2 separate regions of the Drosophila melanogaster genome follow, and region 2 is linked to region 1. Evidence: chromatin contacts called from public HiChIP or PLAC-seq data. All regions are on one chromosome and are shown on one strand. The core of a region is the stretch at or near the end of the contact, and the rest is flanking DNA. Distances in the headings are between cores, read along the strand shown.

Region 1 (7,904 bases), core at 1,556-4,055:
CAAATGCAGTGATTTTCAATCTCAATGCGACATTTTGATTATTTCCATGTTAGCGTGTGTGCAGGCAGGGGAAAAAATGATGATGGCAAGCAGCAGCAGCATCAGAAGAAGAAGAAAGCCCAGAATGAGATGGCTCACACACACTGCCGCACTGTACATCAGCACGCTCACACAAACACACACACACACACACACGTTCGCACTCACACATGCAGCAAGTGTCAGGACTGGAATCGGCGCACGTTTGCCGCACCGGAAGCACTGCTTGTGCAAGACGGAAATTACTTTATGCTACACACAATGTCATCGATGCCGCATAAGCAGACAGCAGCAGCAGCCGCAGACAACGCGTGGGGTGAGTCGAAAAGTGGGCTGCATTAGTACACTGAGCACAGAAAGATGTCAATGTTATTTGACCCAGAAATATAAGGCTTTAAAACGAACATCACATCATGTTATATAAAGTACAGTAAATCTTTCTTATTCTGTTGTAAAAAATTAAGGATGCTATTATGCTATTCAACCTTTTTTGTGGCTCTGCTAGAAAAAGAGACATTTCCCCATTCCTTATCCGATTGCAAATTGTGCCGGCGGAGGAAAATCGCAATGCCACTGCGGCCTGAGGGTAGCTCCACAGCACATCGGTCATTCGCCAGAGTGCAGCCCGTACAGTCAGTCCAAAAAGGGTTCATCCATCGCGAATGCAAGGCACGCGGCAGCTGCTCGCTGGCCTCGCAGAGTGCGTGAGGGTCTCAAATGAATTTAATTAGAAAATTGTGCACAACTTCGGCCGAGCATCCACTGCCGCCCTCCCGGGATCTCAACTTGGCCAAACAAGCGCGCAACTTGTGGCCAAAAAGGAAGCGAAACAAAAAAAATAAAAACTGTGCACAGCCCAAGCCGCAGGGGAAAATCCAAAAACTAAGCGGAAAAAAGAGGCGGAGGGTGGAGAAAAAAATGATAACCGCATTGGGTATTTTTCTTAATTTGCGCAATAGTTTCCCGAAGTGTGTACGCCAAGTTCCAAGTTTAAGCCGAGGGTCAGAGCTCGCAGGACTTTTAATTAAATTTCTCTCGAAACGGTATTAATTGATAATAATACATTGTGTCAAGAGGAGAGATAAGATAATGTAAGGTATTATTGATTGCGATCCATAAATTATAAAAATACTTTGTTTAACTATAATCCATTCTTATTGGAATGAGATTAATACTTCAATAAAGTTCAATTCATTCGAGTAGTTTGCAGTATAAGCGATATAGCACACAATACATACTTCCAATGTAATCCACATAATTTAGTTAAATATATTGTTCTTTTAATGATTTTATTCCCCACATCTTAACCCTATCCCCCACCCCCCGCTCAGGACACGGCTCATAAATGCTGCCGATTGTCTCGCACGTTTTTGCCCGCGGCGGAAAGTTTGCTTTGAATTACAAAATAAATCAGCAGGAATGTGACTTTTTAATGTTGTATTGTTGTTTGCACCCCCACACCCAAACACACACACAAACAAAAAGTGAAGCACACGAACACTTATGCAAATGGGAAAAGGGAAAAACAGTTTATTGGTGAAGGGGGGCGAGAAAGTTGGCGTTGCTTATTTTTTGAACAAATTGATGTTGTGTTTGACAGTTGAAACTTGCAACAAATACGACGCCAAATAAACAAATTCAGCACGGGCAAAAAAACGGTTAGCGAGAAGGCAACGTAAATGTTGGAAAATTTACTCAGTTAAATGTAAAAGTTGTATTTTTGTTGGCAAATGAATTCCAATTGCTGCACCGTGAAGTAACTGGCTTTAGCTCACCAATGAGAAGGTGTTGGTTACCATTCGGTAGCCAATATCTCTCTGGACAAAATAACAAAAGTTGGCAAATAAGCTAAAGTTGGCCACAGAACTTGGTTGGTCCTGATAGGGATACACATTTGCGCATATATCCTCTTTCGGAGGTGAATTTGTCTGGTAAACTTTCACTCCACCCAAATCTAATAAAACATTCAGAATGTGTGCGGCACGCGGGTAAAATTTTATGAGTTATGAACAAGCAGTTTTTCAGAACTTTTCTCGAAAGTTTAAGTATGCACAATTCTGTATTACTTTTAATTACAATATCTTCGACAGTGATATTCTATTAGAACCAAATAGAAATGTCTCTAGTAATAAACTAACCCATTTGTTTTTGGCCTCCAATTTGCCAGCCTATTTGCGACGCGTGTTTTTCCCAAATGAGGTCCACTTTTCAGTAAAAAAAAAAACCAGATATAAAATCCAACAAAATGAACTAATTTTTTAGCCTAACCCCAAAGCAACTGACCAGACTAAAAGTAGCATCCTGCGAGGATTGGATCGAGAGCAGAGTTTCGCCTACTGCCCCTGGAGTCGACAAAGTTGGCAAAGCGTGAAATTGCAACATCAAAATAGCTTTGCAAAGGCAGGAGCCAGTTTAAGTAAAAAAAAAAAAATAACAATGTCAAGCTGGGAGCACTAAAACTATAATACAATTTACTAAAAATAACACAAAGGCTTGTTCGTGTGAGTGTATGTGTGTATGTGTGTGCACAAAAGAGCACTAAATACATACATTCCAGGCCCCAAAAACCACACTTCCGCGTCCCTTAGCCACGCACACAGACGCCAGTGAGTGTCATATGTAAATTCTCCCCTGACGCCATTGACAAAGACACTTCACTGCATCCCCAACCCTGCAAGAGAAAAAAAGGAGCAGCTACAACAATCCCCCAAAGAGAAGCCACTATAAAGTCGATATATACATTTGAGCTCTGGACAAGGAGGCTCTATAAATTGTAGCATACTTTCGAGCAGGCCTGAAACTCTAAAACGCACACACGCCAGTAAACAGCCGGCAAACAACAAAAAAACTTATCTTGTGGACGACTATCGTGCGCCTGTGTTGGTTTTGCTCCTGCAATGACCCTAATAACTGTCTACGGGCATGTTAAGTGTCAGCGCCGACATGTCCTGTCATGTCTGCACTGGGCCTCTGACCCTCCGCAGGTCCTTTGAGTGCTTATATGTGTGTGTGTGTGTGTGTGCGGGGGCATAATATTGTCTATATTTCTTGTCAGCAAATAAAGCGACAAATAAATAAAGCTGCTAAAAACCGGGACCAATGAAAAATAAGACAAAAGGCGAAAAGGCATGGTCGGTGGTTAAGGTCGAAATCGTAACTATACTATTCTCATTTAAAAATTTTTGCTTTATATATAGTCCTTTAAATCGAAAGGTGCTTAAAAATTACAGCAAATCATTTTGTCTGTTTCAAGTTTCCAGGAATATGCATTTAAAAGGTATACATCATTCAAAAATGTTTTACATTTGGCTATCGTTTAGACATCCATTCAAGAGTAAATTTTCATAGGGTATCGGAGAAGTCCTTTGCTGGGTAAAAAAAAAATGTCAAATTGCGCCTAAAAGCAGACCGCAATATTTCGTGAGCAGGAAAAGCTGTGGTAGAGGAAAAAAAAAACTATTGCCTGGCGATCTGCGACTCGGCCCGTCTCTCTCTCTCTCTTCCTCTATATATCCTTCTCCCTCTCCATCTCGTTTGGCTGGGCTTGTTGTTTTTTTTTTTGTGTTGCTTTTGTGTTTGGCTTGCTCGTTGAACTTTTTCCATTTACTTTGGCTCATGCATTTTTCAAAGCACAAACGGCAAATTGTTTCTACCCCCATACCCAAGCCGCCTGCCACGCCCCCACACCATATCCCTTGGCCCCGCCCATCGCTGCCTTAAGTGTTATTTATCTTTAGCTCCCACGACATTACTCTAGTTCGCTCCGAAGCCATGTGTCCCACGAAACTGAAGGAAAGTCAGCCGGTGGGCTGGTGTCCCCGAAAAAAAAGGGGTTTTTCCTGTGGAGAGGGAAGAAAGGAAAACTGTTCTGGACCATTGTCCAGTTGGCCAAATATTAACTTTGGCCTTTTTGCATTCGCTCTATAGTCGCCGTAAAATAATTGTCAAAGTTTCCCCTGCCTTTTGTCTTTTTACTACTATTCGATTTTTTTTTTTAGTTTTGTGGATGGCCCCTAATTGTGTTTGCCCTACTAGGCAATGAAAAGTTAATTGCGAGAAAGGTGGCTGCATTGCTGCATAGCTGGGAGCCCGATGGATCGCATAAAAGTCAAATTCAATGCGTTGCCGGCATTCAGACAGCCGCTTGTGGCAACCGCAGTTGTGCAGAGTGAGCTCTTTAGGGTCTGCAATGCACTGACACTAAATGCAAACTTTAAATTGCCAAATAAAAAGATGCAGAACTCTTTTCTGATTTTCCTAATAGTTTTCCACGTAAAGCTAGGATATAATCAGGTGATCATTGGATTTTCCCACTTGATCATATCTAATCAATCATAATTTCAGGTATTACTCAACATCTTGTTGCTCAGTGTAGAGATGGTGGATGGGGACCACCGCGTACAGGTCGTGATCCCCAATGCGCCTTGCATTTGCATCGCACAAAACGATTCAATTTCGCTTTTCCTTTTTCCCAGCTCGCCGCACCCCTCCAATTTCCGTGGCGAATCGCATCTCGATTCGTTTTGTTTGATTTTTAGCAAAAGCTTTATTTGGCTTAGCGCCCAGGTGGCTGTCTCTGTCGCTCCCGCTGATTCGCCATCTCAGACGCACTCAATGTATGCGTATGTGGGGTGTCTCTGTTTGTGTGAGAAGCGCTTTTATTTCAGTGCTAAATTGCTTAAAATGCATTTCTAGTTGAGGTTTTAGCCGCGCTTTTCCTCGGCGGCAAGAAAAGTTTTGTCAGCTTCATATTAATGGTAATCGGTTTAGAATCAACCAAGACTTTATTATTTAATGGTTTTGGGTAAGTACAACTAAGATAATTGGTAATCATTTTGGTCAAAAGCTGTATCTGTTTTAAGGAGGATAATAACAAAGAATTTTAAATATATTTCTGAATAATAATATACCGATTAGTTCCAAGTATTTAAATGAGTTCGGTGTCCTTTGCTCATGTGTTTCAAGCAATGATCATTACACTGAATACTCGATAAAAACCGAACTATATGTTATTGAGACCAGCACACCCAGGGGCTAGCTTAGGGAGTTTTCCATTTCATTTCTTATCCAGATTTGAGCACAACAAAATCATTTTCATTTGCTTGGCTTCACCGGTGGTAACTTTAGACTTGGTCAAAGAGTTTTCAGCTTAATCCTGCGATGGTTTGTCGATGGGGTGCGGATGTCTAGGTACTTTAAACCCTCACCCTTTCTGAGCATTTACCATTAGGGTTTATGTCCAAAAATCTGGTCCGTATAAAAAGCGTATTACTAACTGCAAAACGAGAAAGTGTGATGGGGTGGATGGGAATGGACGACAGAAGCCATAAGAAAAACCAAATAAATTTTATTACAACAATGTCATAAAATTTGCTCTAGCCGGGATATACAGTCGTATATGTGGATATGACAAATATATCGCGTGGTGCACGAATAAAATGGAATGCGAAATATTTTGTAATTTATGCGAAAATACGCATATTTAAGTCAAATGTAAATATTTAAGTTGCATATGAAATCTGAACGTTCTGCATGTCTCCGATAGAGGCAGTACCAAATGCTGAAAGTGCGAGAAAGAGGGCGTTCGGATGAGAAAGGGACGAAGCACGATGGGTTACTATAAAATTCTAAAACCACAAAAAAGTATCAAGAACCAGCGATAAAAACATATACAAAATCCTCATGCATGTGTAGGTATGATGTCAGGTTGTAAAACATAGCGATGCGTGATATTTGTATTTATTTTACATATTCCTTTCCCTCTCTGTTCCCTCGCCCTCTCGCTCTAAACACCCGCACAGCGAAAGTAAAACTTAAAAAGGACGAAAAATAATGTCAAGAGTCTGGGTTTGAGTGCGTGTGTGTGTGTGTGATTAAGCCAGGGCATGAAGTATACACACCAGAGAACTACTCTCTAAGTGCACCCGCTAAACACTGGGTGTCTAGGCACCCGGGTGTTTTTTGACACTCTACTCCCGTTAAACCCAAGTGTTTAACGGAAAACCGATAAGTGTTTTGCCACTCATCCCATTTTAGGCACTGGCCTTTTTCTGATTGTTTGCCTTCTCTATCACCTGTTATGAGTGGCGAGTGTGATCGGCACCCGCGATGCAGAGTGCCTCATTGATGCAAGTGACCGCACACACGGGTGCTTGCCTGCACATGCAGGGTGTTTGTAAGTACCCGCACTCAAAATTGTTGAGTTCTCTGATACACACGTCCACATAAAGAGTTACTACCCAACATACACTTAAACCAAAAAGTCACAAAGACAACACTTTTCCTAACCTTTGTTTGTCTTTCCGGCGAGTGTGTGTGTGAGTGTGTATTATTTCGCGCATAGGTGAGTGTGTTTGTTTACCAATACATATGTTGGTTTATTGACTAAAACCCTATCTACTTTTATTTTGTATTCCTACACAACGTTGTAACTCTTTTCGATATTCTCCCCGGTAGTATTTCGTATTTTTATAAGGTTTCTTAAATCAACGAGTGTTGGCTTTTGCTGGCGAAATCAATATAAAAGTTGATAATAATTTTTCATTAAATATATTATGTTTTTAGGCATGGCGATGTGCTCTTTTTTAGACCTTTACATAAAAAACTTCTTTTATAAACTTTTGTGAGTTTTATAAAATTTTAGCTGTGCATCACTGGGTATGAGTAATATAAACCTTAAACTGACCAAGGGCTTGCTCGCTTTCAATTAAATCCAGTAAAATGGGAAACAATGGAATGTATACGCTTCCTGGCCAGCATTTTACATAAACCGACTGCTGATGTCAGTTTAATGCACTTTAGCATATGCCCATGTATGATGGATGGCATTTTGTTCGGCTGACAGCGTCATTTGTGAAGCTCAACGAAATCGCCATTTGTTTGGTACACTCTGTAGATGCCCCAAATGATGGCATCCAGTCCAACTTTGTCCGGTTCTGGTGCTGTCCATTTCGATTCGGTTCGGTGCGCTCACAAAGCTTAAGTAATTGCTGTTTAGCTGCGTTTATGAGGCGGGGCTAATAAGGCCGCCACATCCGAGACATCTGACAGGAGCTGAAAACAGAGGGCAGCATGCAGGGCCGCCGAAAACCGTAGTTTGTTCGAAGGTTGCCTACGGGGGTTTTTCGGTTAGGGGCGGCGAGTGCCCCCAACTCGTGGGGCTTGCAATGAAAATAAAGCGTGACCACAGCATCAATTGAAGCTCGTCAAGCGACGAGCCAGCCAAACGTTGTTCAAAAAGCACCACACAAGCATACACACACACACACCCTTTCAATGTAGTGTGTCTGTGTGCGCATTTCAATAAATCGCTCGCATCTACAATAACACGAAAGCATGCGGCCAAAAGTAGGCAGCCTGCATAGGTCTCGCACACTGGAAAACCAGTTTGAAAGAAGGCATCATTTTTATCAATCTTCGTAGAGCTCATGAGCTACGAAAAACCTTACATAATTGGTTTGACAAATTGAATATTTGCATATATTTTTATCCCTCTGGTAAAGCATAGAGTAATATAATTTCTTGTATATATTTGATCCATATAAGATACATTTGTACAAATTTAAAATAAAAGTAAATAACTAAAATTTTAATACCTTTTTTTAAGATTTAGATCTATTTGCTTCAGTATCAATATCTAAAGTTATTTATCATATTTTGAAATCAAATATTTTCTAAAGTGAGTGGTGTGGCTGCGATAGGTTTTAGCGCTTTTGGATAGATGGCCAAAACGTGCAGGTAACATGATTTTGAGCCGGCGTTTAAAGGTGCTCGTGCTGGCCAACCCCAAAGCCTCCATCCCCATTCCCTCCCATCTCCATCTCCATCGCCCCCCGTAACCCATCATTGTCGCTCGTAGTTCGAAA
Region 2 (7,904 bases), core at 2,290-4,789, 230 kb before region 1:
TAATCCCTTGGCCAGGGCAGATCCCACATGGTAATGGGATCGTGCGGCGGTATGGAGCACCACCAGGTAGTTGTAGGCAGACACGCAGCTCAGCAGGCAGAACAGCAGTAGGGCCAGAAAACCCGTTTGGCCAGCTGTTGGTTTCATCGTTAGTTTCGAAAACTGCGAATTCAATACAATTAATTTGGCTTAATTGTTGCCAGTTGTGAAATGCGTTCTTAACGACCAACGACCGTGAAACTGATACTAAATGGGGGCTACGAACGCCTCGACGCCTCGCAGTAAACTGAGTTAACATGGGACTGCGATGAGGTAATTATAAGTGGTTGGGTTAGGTCCCAATCAGATTTGGAGAGTGTGCTCTGCTCTGCTCTTCTATTCTCACGCCCTCTCTTCTTCGTCATCGTTACAGTGCCAAATCTCAATATTTTGTACGCTATTCACGATCGAGTGTCAATATCTCTACAAAGTGGAGAGGCTCTCTCGCATATATTATCAGTTTTGGATAGGTTTTATTCTCGGATTCTCCTTCGCTTTGTTTTCACACCGGCTTTTTTGGTGGGGAGCAATATTTTGTTTTGTTTTTCACTTTGGTTCTCTTTCTGATGCATGGTTGGTGTAGAATTCTGATTCAAACAATATTTGTTGTTGATAAAGAAAACTATGCGAGGTATTTTAGAAAATGCACGTTGCGAATTTTTGTTTGAGATCAAAATTTGAGATAATTATTAAGCCACCATAAAATTTAATAATAGTTTGATGTATTATGTAAAAAATTATTTGTATTTAAGTCCACCGAAAAAATCCAATATACTTAAAAAAGATAATATTCTATATAGCTTAGTTTTGTACTAAAAAAATATTTATATATAAACTAGTTAATTTTTAGCTTCGAACTAGGTTTATATAGAAAGCCGTTTACAATAGTAACTAAAAACCGAACTAATAGAAAGACGAAAATAACGGTCAATCCAATGACCGAAAAGAATGTCGCCAGAACATCCAGATTGTGGTATTGGATGAAGTTCAGATCCTGGCAGGCACTTCTCAGGTACTTGGCTCCTTTATGCCGAGTCACATGCTCCACCCAATAAACAGCTCGTTCCAGTGGAGTCTCCTTTTGGTCCCGATATTGACTGGATATCACCTTAACCCTTTCCGTGAAGCTAGGATCACTAGTAATCCTTTCGATGGCGGATCGGAATAGTGAAGCCGTTAGTTGGGCATACTTCACCGTGATGCCATAGCCCATTTGCTCGGCTCTTGCCATATTCATGAACTGATCGCCAAAGAAGGGAATACCCACGACGGGCTTGCCATGGTAAATCGATTCCATTGTGCTCAAAAGTCCTCCATGGGTTATAAAGGCAATCACTTTTTCGTGTGCCAGGATATCGTCCTGCGGTAACCAGTTCGATATGAGAACATTATCCGGTTTGTCGACAAAGGTTTCCTCCTCGTACTTCCAAATAACTCGGTACTTGAGTCCCCTTAGCGTCTCCACAATGGCCTTTCGCTTGTTCTCCGGTAAATCTTTGCTGTTCAGATTGGAGCCCAATGAAAAATAGATAACCCCATGCTCGGCTTCTTCGATGAATTTGCGAATATTTTGGGGCAGTGGCTTTGGTGCCTTTCGATTCACGTGCATTCCGCCCACTTCGATCATGTTTGGCGAATAGGGCCGTGGATTGCTGATCGATACATGATTGTTAAGTAGCACCAATGACGTATCCTTGCGCATCCTATAAAAGTCCTGTTTGTTGTTAGGGAAATACTTTCGGTACAGTGCTTCATGTCTTGGTAGATTAATCAAATTCTCATAGGCAAATTCGTATATCTGGAATCCCAAATTCTGAGCCCTTTCCCAGAAATTCATGCGATCCCCGAACCGCAGCAATGAGTGTGGCACATACGATGGTGGCGAGGGTGTGCCCACCAGATCAGAGGTCCAACCAGTGGCACCCAAGCTGCTCAGAGTGATCAGTGGAGCTCCGAAATGTTCTGCAAAACCGTAGTGGGCGTCATTCATGAAAGTCTCACAGATTACTCCATCGAATGTGCGGTTTTGTTTTAATAGCTCCTGTACTTTCGGCTCCTTTAAAAGACTTTCTGTTATATCCAAGCCCATTAAACTGATTCTTGGATATCGCAATAGAACCGGCTTTTTGGCATTCTCCAGAATTCGCGCTTTGTAAACTACGGGAGAAAAGAATGCATTTAAATAACAAATATATAACCAGTTCCTAGCACCAAAATAGCTTAGTTTTTATGGTCGCTTAAGTTAAAGTTCTATAAATATGCTTAATGTTTTTTTTCGATGATTTTTATACCCGAAAATAGCCGGTATAACCAATTTGTTGTTGACCCCCTGAGATTTGGGCAACTTTCACGTGTTCCTTATCAGATATGACAACGCTTATTTCAAGCGATAAGCAATACGTGCCAAATGGTTGTAGTTTTTTGATTAGCGATAATATGATAGTACTCACCGCCCATCACGGTGATAATATTCGGCGTTTCCACATCAATTATGTTCTTAATGGGCTTCCTTTGGGGAAATGGCGATACCAAAGTGACTTCATGACCGGCGGCGGCTAATCCTTTGGCCAATGCAAAGCAGACGGCGTAGTGCGATTTCGATGCAGTATGGCTGATCATCAGGTAGGAATAGCCCCATGATTGGCCAAAAAGGGCTAAGATTAGCAAAAGCCACGAATTTAGGAGCCAACGCATTGCGACAGCGTCTTTGAAGGTTAAAAAACAGACTGAAGCAGGTTTACTTAATTTCTAGTAGTTATAGTATTTGATAAGAAACTTTGTCAGTAGATTAGTGAAACGTTTGAAGTGGCGGCTGCCCCACAAAGAATATTCTTTTACAACTTTGTGTGTCTGTATATTCATTGAGAAAATGATACATGGTATAGTTAATATATAATAATATGGTTTTAATAAATTTTATTTTTAATAGTTAAAGTGATATATTTATAACCTCGTTGCTTAAATAATAACTAATTTATTAAAAAGTTGTTTTATTTTCTATCGATGTTTGTTTAGTTGAGTTAAAGTTTCTCTCTTATAGCATTCGTTCTTCTCTCTTTGATTATAAATTACTCTTAACTGAAAGATTTTTATTGAGCGAAAAACTTTTTTGTTTGCTTGAGTTCTCTTGAGAATTTGCAAAAACATGAGAACTTAATGCTGATTGATCAGCGCATTTCCACCCCTTCGCACTACTCTTTAAAAGTGAGTAATAATTGTAAAGTAATACAATTGTATATGAACTAATAATTTAATTAAGTATATAATGTATTATAAATGTATTAGCCAACTTAAAATATATTGATATAGATAAATATAGGTCATTCAACAGTCGACTTGACGAGCACGATTTTCCACAATCAAAATTGTGTGCTTACCTTTTGATTCCTGCGAATTCCATGCTGGGTCTCTCGTTGAATTTACAAAAGTTTAATTTCACAATGATTGTATATATACTCAGATCCATGTTGAGCATAGTAGGCATTATCAGTGTGTTGCAGAAACGCGCTCAGTTCGGTTTGGTTATTGGTTCGCCGGTTGATTTTCATCACCATGCGTACGTTCACCTTGATCTTGGGACTATTGTGCAGCTTGGGATACTCAAGTGGATACAATTACCTGATGGTTCTGAATTCCGCCGGTCGTTCCCACTTTAATGTGGGACACGCTTTGGCCAAGGGATTGGTCAAGGCTGGGCATACAATCACCGTAGTGTCCGTCTTTCCTCAGAAAAAACCCATTCCTGGTTATACTGATGTAAGTGTGCCAAATGTGATCGAAGTCATGGGAGGTAAGTACTTTTATTATGTATAGTTGTTTTAGTATACTTTTTTTAAAAACCGGTTATTTCCTTAGGAGACATTGGAGCCTTGTGGGCATCTATCCAAAAGACATATACTCAGAATCTCATCGATCATTATCAAATGGGATTTCGCATCACCAGAGGCCTTTTCGAGGACTCCAATTTCCAGGATTTTCTGAAGAGCAACCAAAGCTTTGATGCGATCATATGTGAGACTTTCTACAATGATGCCCACTATGGCTTGGCAGAGCATTTTAATGCTCCACTGATTGGATTGGCCACCGGTGGAGGTCTGACATTTATCACAGATATGGTAAGTAAAGGATAAACAGATTTGTTCTAACGAACAAAAAAGGAATCTTCTATATCATATGAATGAAAGTTCAAATTTCATAAACGAAAGAAAAGCATTATGTTGAAGTCAGTCGTATTTCACATTTGGTGAAATGATGATCTTTAGTTTATAATATTATTTAAGGATTATTTGAAATACTAAATATATTTTAACTTTTTCAGGTTGGTTCCCCCGCTCCAGCTTCGTTCGTGCCCCACATAATGCTACCCTTTAACGATCACATGTCGCTGTACGAACGCCTTTTGAACGTGGCTTTTCTTGGCTATGAAAGAGTTCTACTGGACTACTATTTCTTACCGACTCAGGAGAAGTTATACAAGGAGTTCTTTCCGGGCAACAAGAGGTGTTTCTATAAGATGCGCCGAAATGCCTCCTTGGTGCTCATCAATCAACATGTTTCACTAAGTTTTCCGCGACCGCACTCACCCAACATGATTGAAGTGGGTGGCATGCATATCGACGGAAAGTGGAATCCACTGCCCGAGAAGATCGAGAGATTCATCAATGAGTCAGAACATGGAGCCATTTACTTTTCCATGGGATCGAATCTCAAGACCAAGGACTTACCCCCATCAAAGGTTCAAGAGATCCTGAAAGCATTAGGTGGGCTCAAACAGCGTGTTCTCTGGAAATTTGAGCTGGATAACCTGCCCAACAAACCGGAGAATGTCTACATTTCCGACTGGTTTCCACAGACGGACATATTGGCCCATCCCAAGATCATGGCATTTGTGACCCACGGCGGCATGCTGAGCACCACGGAGTCCATTTATCATGCTAAACCCGTGATCGGTTTGCCGATCTTTAGTGATCAGTTTTTCAACATGGCTCATGCCGAGCAAAACGGCTATGGCATAATGCTGGACTTCAAGACGCTGAATGCCGTAGAATTCCGGAAAGCAATCGAGCGGATTACAAGTGAGCCATCCTACACCAAAGTGGTGCAGGGCATATCCTTCCGATATCGGGATCAACAACAAACGCCAATTGAAAATGCGATATACTGGGTGGAACATGTGACCCGCCATCAAGGAGCTGCCTATTTGAAAAGTGCGGCACAAAGGCTGAACTGGTGGCAGTACCACAATGTTGATGTGCTCCTAATTATTTTTGTAGTAATGGTTCTGTTGCTAATTGTACTGCCAATTACTATCTATAAGCTGCTTAAAAAGTTATTACTCAAAGGAGAGAGAACTCAAAGCACTAAAGTCAAACGCAACTAGAAATGTAGCTTTGCACTTTTGTATAAAAATCTATGATAAATAAGTTTCCACACTAAAGTATTAAAAGCATGCTATGTTATTAAATTCTATATAAAGAGTAATTGATATGGTGATATGGTTTGTGCATTCAGATCGTTGGGAAAACCATAATGTGAATTTATCTCGAACAAACAGATGTAATTGCCAAACATTTGAATTTCTGGTCAACCGTTTCCATTTCCATTGTGCCACATCCATTTCCTGATGCCACAAGCAAATTACTGCCTAACAGCATGCTGCAAAAAATTGTTTTCATCTTTTCCACCCAGCGCACAAACAATCGCTAACTCGCATCGAAAAGTTGAGATGTATTTTCATGGGCTGGCAAAAATACATTTCGCTTTTCTATTATTGGCCACGTTATCAATGCACACACGTGCCGGCCGCTGATTGATTTCGCTAGCAAGCGAAACGAGAGTAAAATTCAAACCAAACGCAAATGACAAAACAAAATTGGAAATGCAGACGATGAGATGGGGGGCAAAATTTAAATAGGCACTCGAGCATTAAATTAAGCAGCATCAATATACGTAGGTCGCTGAAAACCAGTCAGAACGAGTGAGTCCCGGGATAGGAAAACACAAGGAGTGTCACTGTACCGGCCGCCCACATTCACAACACCACTCCCGCCGATCAAAAAAAAAAAACAAAAAAGAGGAGAAAATCATAAAATAAAGTAAAGGAAACCGCTCCGAGGTGCAAAACGGCTGAAATGAAGGAAATGAAATGCCAAAAAGACAGAGTTTCCCCACTTGCAACACACACGACAGCTTTTCCGAGTGTGTTTGTGCACTGAGCGAAAAGCGCAAGTTGAAAAATGCATATCTGAAATGGTTATCTATATATTCTACTATTTAAACATTTAGGTTGAGCTAAGAGAAGGAATTAAAGCATAAAGATTTTTAAATTGTTTAAAAATATTATTGTTTTTATACTTATACTTAACCTTGTAGCATATTCCAATTTATCTTCTTTACAATGGTAAGCCCTATTATTGCAAATAAAAATAGCACAATTTATTTTCAGTGTAAAAGCGTGTGCAATGCCATTGAAAAGACACGTTGAGCGAGAGCCAAAAGGAAGTGAAGCAGGCAAAAATATGGAAAATATACGTAATGTGAGCAAAAAAGTTAGCTATGCACAAAAACTTTTTGATGGCGCGCTGAAAGTGAAAAGTAAATTTACGCTAAAGTCGGCGAAATGCACAGTAAAGGGAAAATAAAAATTGAGAGTTGAGTGGGTTTTTTCTTTTTTTTTTTTGCCAGCTTGCCGGAGGGGGGTAAGTGGCGAGTGGCGAGCGGGGGGCGGGATAAGTTGCAAAAGAATATGAAATGGCAAGAAAAAGCGAAATGAAACGGAAGTTCAAGTTGATTTGTTTGCAGGCAAAGTGGAATTTTCCCGGCACACCAATACTCCCCCCACCTACACAGCACCACACTCACACATTGACAGCCATTTTGCGGAAACGGAAGCTGCGTTTCAATCGTACTTCTGATGAAGTTAACAACAACAACCAAACCGAAAACAGCAACAACAGTTGGCTGTGGGGGCAAATAAATTTAGCATAACAATGGCGAATTTACGAGTGTGTGTGCCGGTACAACGCTTCGTATGCGTATTATGATTTTGATTCGCGTATTATGCCTATAATTTTGAAAATTGTAATGCCTACTTCGGTGCGGCAATTCAGGCTTTGCTACGTTTTCCTTTTTTTAAGCAATATACATTAAACATTAAACTTTTTATATATATTTTTTTGCAGTAAATATTTCTTCAACGGTTTACATGAAAATGCCACTAAAAGGCACTCTTTATTTTTAAGAGCAACACATCCGGTTTAAATCGTTTTCCTTTCGTTTTTTAAACACCTTGCGGCTATGATTCATGCATGTAATGTCTGCGGTCCTTAATGTCGCAGTATCGTAATTAAAAAGTGCACTGCGGCGCCATGGGCGTTATTTTACGTTTTTTTTTTGGGGTTTTCCTGATATATCACACATTTTCCAACCGAACCCCTTACCATCCCTTCCCCTTCAGCATATGTATGCAGAGATTGCGCTTGAAATGACAGTTGCACTTGCACCATGACAATGCGCCCGAAATGGAAAATGGGGTGGGAAATTCGTTTGGGGGAAGGGCAGTTGGGGACTATGCAGCGGGGCAAATTGATTGCGATTGTTGAGTTGATTGGCAGGCGGCACACACACTCTTACACACACATATAGATACACATGCATATACATATATGTACATACATACATATATAGATTGACTGCATGCGACACTGGCAAACAAAAGCGTCGCTTTGTGGTTTGCATTGTTCATGCCTTTTTGCTCGCTTTTTCCTTTCTTGCTCCTTGTTAAAGGACCTTTTTTTGCACCGATTTATTTCTGGTTGCCGCTGAAATTAAGTTCGTTTTGTCTTTTGGATTTTGGCTTTGGCATT

What was found. HiChIP or PLAC-seq counts read pairs in DNA pulled down with a chosen protein or histone mark.
Region 2: a contact with region 1 is called in a Pc HiChIP or PLAC-seq map of the Kc167 cell line, with 6 times the contacts expected there. The contact joins the promoter of Ugt302K1 here to the enhancer-like site in region 1. A contact is called at or near these places in 6 of 107 Hi-C or Micro-C datasets (the Clone 8 cell line, the Kc167 cell line, the OSC cell line and 3 more) and 1 of 6 datasets of contacts at active chromatin or transcription factors (the Kc167 cell line).

The regions. Positions count from the first base shown.
Region 1 is chr3R:10,918,627-10,926,530 of dm6, reverse strand. No RefSeq gene overlaps it. Among named protein-coding and RNA genes, the nearest start is that of lncRNA:CR45578, 24 kb to the right of the region's middle. Within about 2 kb of position 2,805, at least 12 of the 39 cell types and tissues checked have an H3K27ac peak or open chromatin away from gene starts, as enhancers often do. A contact at or near this core is called in the Kc167 cell line, where this site is marked.
Region 2 is chr3R:11,149,484-11,157,387 of dm6, reverse strand. Ugt302K1 (UDP-glycosyltransferase family 302 member K1) reads left to right here and starts at 3,539. Exons shown (of 3, transcript NM_001300352.1): 1 at 3,539-3,829; 2 at 3,895-4,154; 3 at 4,358-6,362. The coding sequence starts at 3,592. The coding sequence ends at 5,419. It overlaps Ugt302E1 (UDP-glycosyltransferase family 302 member E1), which reads right to left and starts at 2,762. Exons shown (of 2, transcript NM_144368.3): 1 at 2,490-2,762; 2 at 875-2,196. The coding sequence starts at 2,733. The coding sequence ends at 875. It overlaps Ugt302C1 (UDP-glycosyltransferase family 302 member C1), which reads right to left and starts at 290. Exons shown (of 3, transcript NM_144369.3): 1 at 1-290. The coding sequence starts at 147.